Linked DNA regions of Gossypium arboreum: regions 2 and 3 are each linked to region 1. A link is a contact called in public Hi-C data. All regions are on one chromosome and are shown on one strand. The core of a region is the stretch at or near the end of the contact, and the rest is flanking DNA. Distances in the headings are between cores, read along the strand shown. Region 1 holds the start of LOC108461212. Region 2 holds the start of LOC108483423 (protein BASIC PENTACYSTEINE6). Region 3 holds the start of LOC108483244 (protein IQ-DOMAIN 32-like).

Evidence for each region. Hi-C and Micro-C count contacts between places; a contact is called where the count stands out from the background.
Region 2: a contact with region 1 is called in a Hi-C map of leaf, with 3 times the contacts expected there. The contact joins the promoter of LOC108483423 here to the promoter of LOC108461212 in region 1. A contact is called at or near these places in 4 of 5 Hi-C or Micro-C datasets (all in leaf).
Region 3: a Hi-C map of leaf shows a contact between it and region 1, with 4 times the contacts expected there. The contact joins the promoter of LOC108483244 here to the promoter of LOC108461212 in region 1. A contact is called at or near these places in 2 of 5 Hi-C or Micro-C datasets (both in leaf).

Annotation. Positions count from the first base shown.
Region 1 is chr1:100,603,710-100,607,645 of ASM2569848v2, reverse strand. LOC108461212 reads left to right here and starts at 2,217. Exons shown (of 7, transcript XM_017760962.2): 1 at 2,217-2,554; 2 at 2,682-3,293; 3 at 3,484-3,668; 4 at 3,825-3,936. The coding sequence starts at 2,399.
Region 2 is chr1:100,419,596-100,423,531 of ASM2569848v2, reverse strand. It overlaps LOC108483423 (protein BASIC PENTACYSTEINE6), which reads right to left and starts at 1,860. Exons shown (of 4, transcript XM_017786805.2): 1 at 1,339-1,860; 2 at 256-324; 3 at 1-139. The coding sequence starts at 29. LOC108482080 reads right to left here and starts at 3,573. Exons shown (of 3, transcript XM_017785186.2): 1 at 3,386-3,573; 2 at 2,990-3,160; 3 at 2,006-2,445. The coding sequence starts at 3,481. The coding sequence ends at 2,362.
Region 3 is chr1:100,444,123-100,448,058 of ASM2569848v2, reverse strand. It overlaps LOC108483244 (protein IQ-DOMAIN 32-like), which reads right to left and starts at 1,661. Exons shown (of 6, transcript XM_017786529.2): 1 at 1,045-1,661; 2 at 1-103. The coding sequence starts at 1,128.

The DNA.
Region 1 (3,936 bases), core at 968-3,467:
GTGTGACTGGTCGTGTGATCCAAGTTAGTAGCCTCCCTAATTTTCACACAGCCTGGCATGCAGGCGTGTCTTGTGGCTGTGTGGACAAGTCAGTATGTATGCCTTGTTTTGACACGGCCTAGACACACGGGCATGTATAAAGCCGTGTAAGGCACACGGCCTGTTCACACGGGCATGTAACCTGTACAACTTTGAAAAATGTTTAAGTTTTGAAAAATTTTGTATGAGCTCGGTTTAGTCCCAACCCCTTTCTAATGCATGTTTAAGGTCTGATGACCTATATAAGGGACTCTATGGTAATGTTTGATTATGATGATGTTTATGAATTATTCGTAAAATGTTCCGATTCGTCAAGTAACGCCTTTAACCTTAGTTCGGCTATAGATACGGGTTAGAGGTGTTATAGAAAAAAGTTAATTTTGGAAAGAGTTGTGCATTTCTTAATCACATTAAGAATGATTCTTGTTCACCACATAATAATACCATGAAATCTTGTGTGGATTTGATGAAGAAATCTGGGCATATTGGCAAAGTAATGCATCAATAAAGTTTATAACAAGGTTTGCATAATAGATTTTGAGTTAAGAATTCTATAGATTGTATGTAATGACTTGCATTTCAAGCTTGTGCTTTTAGAGGTTATGATGAGACACTTGATTGTAAGAAGATTCGTAGAGATATTGGAAACTCAAAATTTTGCATCATTGTTAATGAAGCTCGTGATGAATCGAAAAGAGAACAAATGACTCTTGTTTTGAGATTTGTTGATAGAGATGGCTTTATTAGGGAGCATTTCTTCGACCTTACTTATGTTAAAGATACATCATCATTAACTCTTAAGAATGAAATATATGTTATTCTCTCTCGTAATAGTCTTGATGTTCAGAATATTTGTGGTTAAGGTTACGATGGGACTAGTAATATGCGCAGGGAATGGAAAGGATTGCAAGCATTATTTCTCAATGATTTTCCTTCAGTTTATTATGTGCATTGTTTAGCTCATTGCCTACAATTGGCTTTTATTACTACATCTAGAAAGGTACATTATGTTCATGAGTTTTTTAATAATGTAAGTTTCATTATCAATTTTGTTGATGCCTCTTGCAAATGTTATGAAAAAATACATGCTGCCAAAGAAGCTAAAATTGCAAGCATGTTAGTTATTAATGAGCTTAGGACTGGAAAAAAGTGCAAATCAAATTTTAAAACAAGCTAGAGATACTCATTGAGGTTCTCATTTTTATTCTATATGCAGTCTTATAACAATTTTTTATGCAACTTATTCTGTGCTTAAAAAATTAAAGGTGAATGATCTACTTATTCTCAATGAGGGGATGCTAGTGTTGCATACAAGTTAATTCAATCATTTGAGTTCATTTTTATTTTGCATTTGATGAAAGAGATCATGGGCATTATTGATATACTATGCCAAGCTTTGCAACAAAAATCTCAAAACATTTTAAATGCCATGAATTTGGTTTCAAGTACAAAGATGTTCATTCAGAATTTAAGAGAAAATGGTGGACTAGTTTGCTTATAGATGTGTTGTCATTTTTGTGAAAAGTGTGATTTGAGTGTTCCTAATTTTGAATGAACAATATTTTGAAAGTAGACGTTAACAACACCAACAAAGTTAGATAAGAAAAGAACACCATTATCATTTTGACATATTCAATGAAGTAATTGGTTTTGAGTTGCAAAAGTTGAATAACAATGGCTTAGGCTTATTTTGCAATCCTCATTATGGAAGGTCTTTAATCACTTGTATATTTTTTTTTGAAGATTTAATTATACTTAAACTTAGATTTAGTCACATATTTTGGTATTTTACTGTAACACCATTAAAAATTGATCACATGATACTAGCAGTCAATCACATTATAATAAGTAACAACTCTCCTCATACGTGATAAACATAAATTAAAATTAAAAATTTAAAATATATAAATTAATAAAAAGTAAAAAAAACATTTTCCGTTAAGAATAAATCTAGAGAATGGTTGTTTATATTTAGATATGTTTTTTAGTAATTTTATTTTAACGGTGTATCCTTCATTTTATTTTTGTCTAACAAATTAATTAATATATTATAGATTTTGTATTTTTATACCATGCACAATTTTTCTTTCGAATGATGGGTATTTGCTGACCTTAATAAATATTATTCTTTTTATAATATTTACATTATTTTCATAAAAATAAAAATATTTATACATATAAAGTAAGAACATTTCACAGAAAGATTGAATAAAAACGGTGCGCTTTAGGTCCTTTTGAGTTATTTGGCGCTGAATGGCCTTTCGGAGAGACGAAAAGCTACTCCAAGTATCCTGAATCTCCCAGAAACCAATCCCATTAAAAAGAAAAAATCCTTTTTGAGTTATTTTCTTTTGCAACAATGGGAGCATCATCCTCGACGGAGCAGCCGGTATCGGCGGAGCAACGGGAGTTGGAAAACATCGCCGCTTCAACGGGAGCTCTTCCTTTGCTTCAAAAATCCTTCTCAAACCTCTCTGACCCTCAAACCAACGCAATCTCCATCCAAACACTTCAGGTAATCTTAATTTATTCAACAATCTTCGTTAATTTCATCCATTCACTTCATTTCATAATAGATAATACCCTTTCTTTCTTTTTTCTTTTTCTTTTTCTTTTTCTTTTTCTTTTTACATTGCTTCCAGCAATGTTTTCATTTATGTTACGAAGACCCAGTTTGCGAATCACAGCAAAAGCCAGAGTCTTTCCCTAGGTTGTTGGATCACTTGGGATCATCGATTGTAGACTTATTTTTCTTGTCTGAAAAAGGTGGCATAAATTGGTTAGGGTTTCTAGGTGGTTACGTGAAGTGCTGTGGGAGAATGTCTACATCAATGTCTCTTAATATATTGTTGAGAATATTTGCGATGGCAGTGAAAAAGTTGGGGCTTTCTTCGAATTTGGAGTTCGAACCGGATGCTGCTGATTGCAAGATCAATGGGTCTTTACTACCCTCTGATCTGCTTCTTCTTCTTTGGATGTGTTGGGCTATGTTGTGGAATGTTAGGACCTTGAAATCTTCTGAAAGGAAAGGGAATCTATTATTGCCTGATATTAATCATTTGGTGTTGTCTGCTGTTGTTGCATGTGCTGAAGTTGATAGCAGCTTTGATTTATGGAATTGTGATATAGTAGGCTTGGATGTTCAGCTTCCCGTTGGAAAGTTTCTTAATTGGGCAATAACCACGGCGCCAACACTTTCAGACTGCCTTACACAATATGTTAATAGAAGACTTCAAATCTCGGTTCTTGCAGAGGTGCTGTATTTCAATTCATTGTAAGACCTGAACAAAATTGTTCGGTTGTTCAGTGTCTGCTTGTGTATGTGTTTACCTGACATCTAATATGTATTTTCTTTTGCATATTTGATGTGCCATTATTATGAGAATATCCATTGATTCAATTGTGAGAATCACTAGTTAGGTATTTTTGCTTGATGAATTGCAGGATGAAGCAGGATCTTCAGAATCTATTTCAGGAGATATGTCTCCAAACGCATCTCAAGCTTTACTTTTAACACGTGGAAGGGCATGGGCGATTTCCCTTGCACCTAGAAGCACCATCACTGAAGAAATTTTGAAGTTATGCTTTTCTGCTGATATTGTTGGAACTGATGAAAATCTTCTTTATCGGTTTGTCATTTCCCCTTTGATGTTATGATCCATTAAGTGTCAATGCTCCTAGTAGTCTTTTCAAGATAAGAGTGCATCTTTTCTCCGGGTTTCCTTTAACCTGTGTTTGTAACTTAATAATTTTACGTATTTATTCGGTTGTTTGTGACTTTGTAGGTCCTCTACTCATGGAAAAGGCTTGAACAGATTCTGGTCGAATGTCGAAGGTTATCATCGTCCATTACTTGTTCTCATATCTGCTAATTCAGAAGATGCCTATCAGGATAAT
Region 2 (3,936 bases), core at 611-3,110, 180 kb after region 1:
CCATTTTCACGATGCCCACCATCATCCATCGAAGACTCCAGGAAATTGTTGAGGTCGACAAATACAGTCTCAGAACTCCGGTGTGAGGGTTGTATTAGTCAAGCAAGCATCGCATCGCATCACTTTGGGGCAGACAATCCTGTATAACAGAAAAGTTGGACGAGGGAAGTAATAAGATTATGTTATTAATAGCAAAGGATTACACCATTGCTATCAGAAAAACAGCAGATATCATCCCACGGAAAATGCTACCACCTTACTATCGAAAGGCGTATGAGGAGCAAAACCACATCCTTTTAGCAGCTGATCTTCCCTGAATTACAACTGATGCATAATTACATCATCAAAAACAAAGAAACAAAAGTTTAATACCCAACAATTCTTAACTTATTAGCAGGGATTCTATCAGTTCAACGAGATTCATTTCCCAGTTCAGTCAAGAGGTATATCAAGCATACCAATCATTCAAAAGGTTGGTTCCAATGTAGAATCATTGGAGGCAAAAACAACTCCCTCCTATATCCATAGGTAAAACTATTCTATAATATCAATCCAAATAAAGAACCCTGGGCCTTAATAATTGATTTTAAATTCAATGCAATCCTTTGTCCTAACTTATTTCCCGTTTTAGAATCAAAACATAGATTCAGTTGTTAGCAAGAAATAAGTAACAAATATTTGACACTTAAAAACATCAGCTTTAACACTTAAAAGAATGTTGACATAATATTTTAAGTCTACTACTTTACTACATCAAAACTGTTTTTAAAATGAGAGACAATGAAGCTAAACTTTCGGGCAAGACTTGAATAAATGTAGAACATACTAAAAGACTTGTAATTATCCCATATCAAGAGCTAAAAGGCCTGATTCTTTCACAAGCCAAAACAGTCAAAAAGAAAAATATATATTTATAAAAAAAGTATTTTCCAGTCCTAAGCTAAAACCCAAAAAAAAAACCCAGAACCCAAACAACTCTCGGTTTTTTAACTTCACTCCCATAGCAGTTTTAAAGAATCCAAATTCATAAAACCCTAGAAATGGGTGTGAAAGCACTCTTCTCTTGCTCCCGCAAAGCACTAAACATAAAAATTAATGAAAGCCAGGTGAGCGAAAGCAGGAAACAACTAAAACTAAGCATAATTAAGATGGGTTTACAGCCAAATCGATGATCAAACATGAAAAGAACAAAAATTGGGTGTAGAAGAGAAGAAGCTCACCAGTGGAAGAATTAAAGAGGAAATAGATGGGAAATCAAGACATGAATTTTGATAAGTTGAAGAAATATGTGGAAAGGAAGAGTGGAAAGAAAGGAAAAACAGAGGAATTTTTCCTTACTTTTTGTGTCCTGAGACCTTGATTTTCCACTGTAGTGTCGTCACGTTCCGCGGGTGGGCTATAAACCTAAGCACTCAATCACACAATCCATCGCCTAAGGCTAATCCATTTTTGTTTTAATAAAGCTTGGAATTCTTTTTTATGTAAATTATAATAATAAAAAAAGTAAATTTATTTATGAGCTACGGTTAATATATTGCTATCGAAATAAATACATACATTAAATTGTGTGAAATTGATTTAACATCTTATATACATTTTACCCCTTTCAAATTACTCAAGTTTTCAACTGACCTAAACAATAATGATTTTAATTTTTATTGATGCAACATTACTATACAGTTATAAATTGCCTTAAAAAAATACCCACAGCTTGTATTAAAAATATAGTATTTGAGAAAATCATCAATTGAGCAAACCATACTATGTTATAAAATGGGCCTCAGTTGACTTGGATTGTAAACCCTCTGCTCCCTAAGTTTAATCCCTATTATTGAAGAGAAAGAACACTATCCATTTACATTTACATTTACAGTTACACATTCCAATCTTATGAATTCAGAAACAAACGCATCGGACAATACAACTCGAATTCAGCCGATGCAGATGCCTGAGAACCATCCTCAAATCCTTTGATCTTCTCATTGTGGAATGGAGATCAATGAAATGCATCAACTTGCCTGCTATTATTCCTTACAATCAATGTTTTCTATAATCCCATATGGTAACCCATCAAGGAACTTAGGACGGAGTTAGGGATCCATGGTTAACATCTTACATACTAACATTCTGCAATGGAAATAAAAGCAACCAAATCTGTGTTCATCTGTCCCCGTAACTGGCTTAATTATATACAGAGTCAAATACACATGGACGCACACAAAAAAAGAAGGATGAAAATTGCGAATCCAACTGATTCGGCTAAGTGCTAAAACTGAAAACATCTCTTTAGTTGTTGGAAAGACATGCCAAAAGAATCCAAAAGTTATAATAGTTGAAATGCAGCAACCATTAATGGCAACTCTAATCCTTCTTTTCCCTCTTCTCTACGCTTGACTTGCTGAGGATAAGTACACCAATTACAATGAACATGGCACCTGCAAACCACTGTCAAACCTCTCATAATCAGAATATCCATGTTACTGAGTTAATTGCTTAAAACTTTGGTTTCCAACCATTTTTCTAACCAAATATATATATATTACCATTTTGTTTTCAATTCCATATACCAAAGAAAAATTATGTCATCAATATATATCAAGTAACTCCAATCCAATTAGACACCATAAGCATTAAAGTTTGGTTAGGGGCAGACATAAGTAATCAAAGTTAGGGTGTTTGAAATTATGTACTTGAAAATCTCCTATTCTTCTATAATGATTTATGACATCCATAAGGAAAGTTACATAAACCTAATTGAAAATTTTACCATTACCATGCTTCTGTTTTTGGCAAGTAAATTCAATTAGACACCAATGGTGATGAGTTTATGTTGATGACTAACCAGTCCCTCCTACAGATTAACGACATATACATTAAAGTAATCCTTTAAAAGTCTTGAACAACAATTCATCGGTTCTTCACCTTGTTCTTGTCATTTGTTAGTAATTGTTAAGAAATTTAAATATCAATTCATTTATTTGGGAATTACCTTAAACGACAATAGTTCCTCGAACAAGAAGAAGCCGGCAAGCCCAGAAGTGAGGAAATTAGTAGCAAAATTCGTAACTGTTGCTTGAAGAGATGAAAGAGCTTTCAAGCTGTTAACATAACATCCCCACATTATAACGTTGAAAAATACGACCAGACCGTATCTAATTACCTGTAAAAATTAAGAAACATTCACGTAAAGATCCATTATCATTTTAAAATTACAATTAAATCATGGGGTCAGTTGAGAATCCATAAGACCGATGTAAATTTTATGGGTAATTTACAAATAAATGTAAGATTAACTCTGTGAAAACGAAACCACATGAACACGAGTTAGAAGCGAAAACGAGATGGTTGATTGGAGAATAAGAAGATTGGGTAAATGAAAAGTTACCGGAGGTAACAAGAGCTTAGCGGAAACGGCAGCGAACGCAGCGTTGAAACCAGCTGAGATTGCCCAGGCGTAGCCTTTCCCACTGCTACCTTCCATCTCCTTCCTCACGCCAAACCCAGTGGACTGTTTTTTCTGCAGGAAATATGCAGGCAAAATTCTACCGACTTTTCGCTCTATTGAGAGCTCTAATGGCCCAACACTTAGCCATGTTAGTCCATTGGGCCAGTTTAAGCATTATCTTTTGAGCTATTTTAGTCTCTTATTTTTAGAGCTGGAAAAATAGGCTCAAGCTCAAAAGTCCATCCGTGTTTATTCGAATTCGTAACGATCCTAATTTGATAAAATTTAAATTTGAAAATTTTGAGTTAAAAAAAAAAACCTAAACCTAAGAGATTCCGAGCTCAAGAAAATCTGAACTCTAGTTAATCTGAGACCAACTTGAGATTGGGATCGAACCTGAGATCGATCTAAATTTAAACCCAAGATAAATCCAATCTAAAATCCAAAAAAGTCTGAGTTTATGAAATTATATTTTAAATATTATATAATTG
Region 3 (3,936 bases), core at 412-2,911, 160 kb after region 1:
GTCCTGTAGTGGTAGTTACTTGTATCACAGAGTTGCTAAGCACTCGATGCCGTTCAGATCTCTTCCGAAAACTCCATCCCTTTTTGTCACTTGATCTCTTATTCTGGAATGAAATTTAAACGGCCTAATTCAGTTCAAAGGGAGACCAAGAAAAGAAAGAGGGAGAACAAAAAAGAACAATTGCTCTGTTTTAAATGAATTCAGGTGCTCTTCGCTCTGAAGTCCAACTCTGCCCGATCTTACTGCTTGTTTGATTGAACTTAAACGAATTAAAATGCCCTTAACTCTAAATTCTTGCTAGAATCTATAGCTTTTCCATTGAGATCTAACGATGGCTATCAACAATGGAGTCCCAACAAGGGCATATCAGTACTATTGAACTGTCGTCTATCTAAGAGACAAAAGATGGACCACTGCATATACTTAAAAATATGAAGAAAAAAAAGGGATTAACCTCACAGTTCCTCTTTAAAACACATTTTAAGACTTCAGAAATTGAAACTTATCAGTCATTTCCAGTCACCAATGGCATCAGTAGCAGTTAAACTAATCAGATGAAGAACAAAGTAAATAAGGGTGGGTTTGGATTGGCGATTGGGTACGGTATACGCTACAGTATTTACAGTATCTAATCTCACCGCCACCGCTGTTTTTACACTAATCGCAAGTAAAGTCCATCCAAACTCACCCTAAATCTCATATCATAGCACATTTAAAAAGATGAAACCAAACCAGTTAAAAGAAGATAAATTTTAAAAACCTTTGAGAGTTCCGAAACTTGATACCGAGAAAACTATTTGCATTTAAAAAATTATGGAAAATAATCAGAGTTAAAAAAGGCAGCTTAGACATTGCTGATAAAAAATGCTAAGGCAGGAATTCTCAGATCTTAAAATTCTGGTGTAAGACAAGTTTTCAAACTCCCATTCCTCGACCAAATCCAAAAATTAAACTAAAAGGTGAAATGCAATTCGAAACAGCAGATGAAATACTAATTCAAAGCAAAGTAACAAAAAAAAGGGGGAAAATGCAGCCGTAATTTACCTCAGGGACATCAATGGCGTCGTCTTTTTCAGCGGAATCGCTGCCGCAAGTGATGAGTTTGAAACAGGAAGTGGATTTTCCCATTTTTAAAAAAAAAAAAATTCAATTGACTTTCCCTTTGCTTTCTTCTTCTATCCTTCACTCTCTTAAGTCTTTTTAACTCTAGCGAGTGTGTGAGGGACACGACAGTCTAATATTTTGGTGTGTGGATTGGGTATTGGAAATTGCAGCAAAGGTTAAAAAACGGAAAACACGGACCTCAAACACAGTCCTTAAAATCTATTTACTTTTTATGTTGGAATCCGCCACTTATCATGATTCTGTTACTGTTCCTGTTACGTTCGTTTGAGAGAAGCGAATAAGAAGAAAGCTGTCAGAACTCCACACTTTTCTTTTCATCTCTATTAAAATAAATGAAAATAATTAAAAAAAATTATATTTACATGATTAATAGCACAAAATTATCAAATTCTAATTATAAAATAATCATTTATAAGGGAAAATCCTAAAGGAGATGTCTGAACTCAGAAGATATCATGATTTGCTTTGTAGAAAAGTGTAATTGAATTCACACATACATACACATACATGCATACTAAAACAAGTCTGCGATTATGGGGAAAGATCCAATAACAGCAATGTGCAGATATACTATTGTGGAGCCATGATAGTACATCAAATAAGTTGTTGCCTCATAATCATGACAAATACCTCCAATAATAGCCACCCCATCTTTCTATAATTTACTAAAAATCTTAAAATTCAATCTTTTAATTAAATCATTGATATTTTTTAAAATTCCAAAAAACCTTTTTTTAAGGTTTTAATTTTCTTTTACATCTTTTAATAACTTTATGTTATGAAATAAATAATAAAGAGAATAAAAACAAAAAAATAGAAGAGTAAAAGGGAACAAATTTTTATTGATTAATAAGGATAATTGCGGGTAAATTTGAAGAAAATGTTGTTTTTAAAAAATAATTAGGGTTTTAGGCTATTTTTTCCAATATTTAAGGAAATAACCCAAATTTGGGATAGAAACAGAAAACATGTCCTACAGGAAGTGTTTTCTACTGAGGTGTTAGCTAGGGGCAGAAAAAACCCTATAGGATGCGCTTTCAGGTTGCTTGTTACCACTTCAACATAAAATACTTCTTGCAAAACGTGTTTTCTGTTTCTAAGAACTTGTTATTTTTTTGTGTTGGAAATTCAAGGAGAAAGATTTATTTGTTTTTATGTTTGAGGTAGATATTGTGATTGTTTTAAGGTATGTTTGAGTTCATGGTAATGTGATGGCACTCAGAGACCCACATATTTCATCTGTCATGTGGGGATGGAACCATCATTGTAAAAGCCCATTGGACTACAACTCAAGCTCCTAGTTCACGGTGGTTATGCGGTCACGGGTTGAAGTATAACTCGGGAGCCTAGTTGACAGTGGTTATGTGGTCACGGTTCAAGTTTCATGATACCAAAAGAGAATATTTTATAAACCTCATGCACAAGTTTGAAACCATAATCACAGGGAAAAACAAATGGCCTTTCTAGTATAATCAACTTATACTTTTTCTCCATCCTCATCAAATGTAGTATCCTTAACTTCATTGTTCGAAACATGTGACGGAGTTGGGGCCAAGAAGACTTTCAAGAGGGGAGCGACTATGACGGTGGAGAAAAAGTTGAAACTTGAGTCAGGGCAGTAACATTTGTAGTTATTAATAAGCTTTTTAATCATAGCAATGGCTGGCACTCTGAGTTGCATTTCAACTTTTCTTCACCAAAACAATCACTTCTCCACTGAAAGTCCTTTTGCTCCCAACTTTGTCACAAGTTATGGATAATGAGGTTAAGGTACTACTTTTGCTAGAGACAAAGAAAAAGAATAAGTTTATTATATCGAAAAACTCATTAGTTTTCCCTATGACTATGGTATCAAACTTATGTATAGGGTTTATAAACATCCTCTTCCGGTGGCATGAAACTTGTGCAGTGGGTTCACAGCATTTTTACAAAGCTCCTATCATAAAATGCCAAAATCATCAATGGAAAGGCATTCATCGATTTCAGCCCTCAATTTCAACTTTGACGCACAGCCCGTCCAATAGTTGGGGTTCATTGGTAACCCAAACTTTAACACATTGGCACAACATTCTGTGAGTGTTTTTAATCTCAACTTTTGAAAATCGATGTTCTATGCTGGAAACACTTATACGATTATGCCATCAAGTTACACCAGTGGGGAATCCGTAAGTTATATTTGTTTTAACGTAGGGTTTACACGAACAGATGATGTGCTCTCTACTACCTGCACCGACGAAGGGACATCCAACTTTAGATGTGCAGCTGGTGTTGATAACAAACAAAGAACTGAGAACGAAGAGGGATCTGAAACCAATAATGATCTAATCTTGGAGGCCAGGCCAGATGGCTCAAAAATTGTATTATTTTTTGAACTATACCCCGTTCTTTCTAAACCAGAAGAGAGTGGCTATGACAATGATGGTCCGGATAATATTGGAGGAACTCATACTAATTTCACACCATATGTAACTGTATAACACCCCAAATTTAGAGGGTCTAAAATTTTGACATATAACAGTAAAATAGTCTATCTAGCATAGTGTTATTTGCCTCAAATGATTAGGCGTATACGTGTATACATATAGTAACCGCCATATGAGTTAGTAAAAAATTGATTTTATAACATTCTACTATATTAAGGAAAATTCTGTGTTAAGAGATAAAGGGTAAGTATGGAATGAGTATTCGCCAAAAATATAGTATGTATGGTTTGTATGGAATACTGTACTAGTTAGACTTCAAATAATATGGTTAGAAATCAACTGTATAACTTAGATTAATGAATATGATGAAGGGTACTTATTTATATTT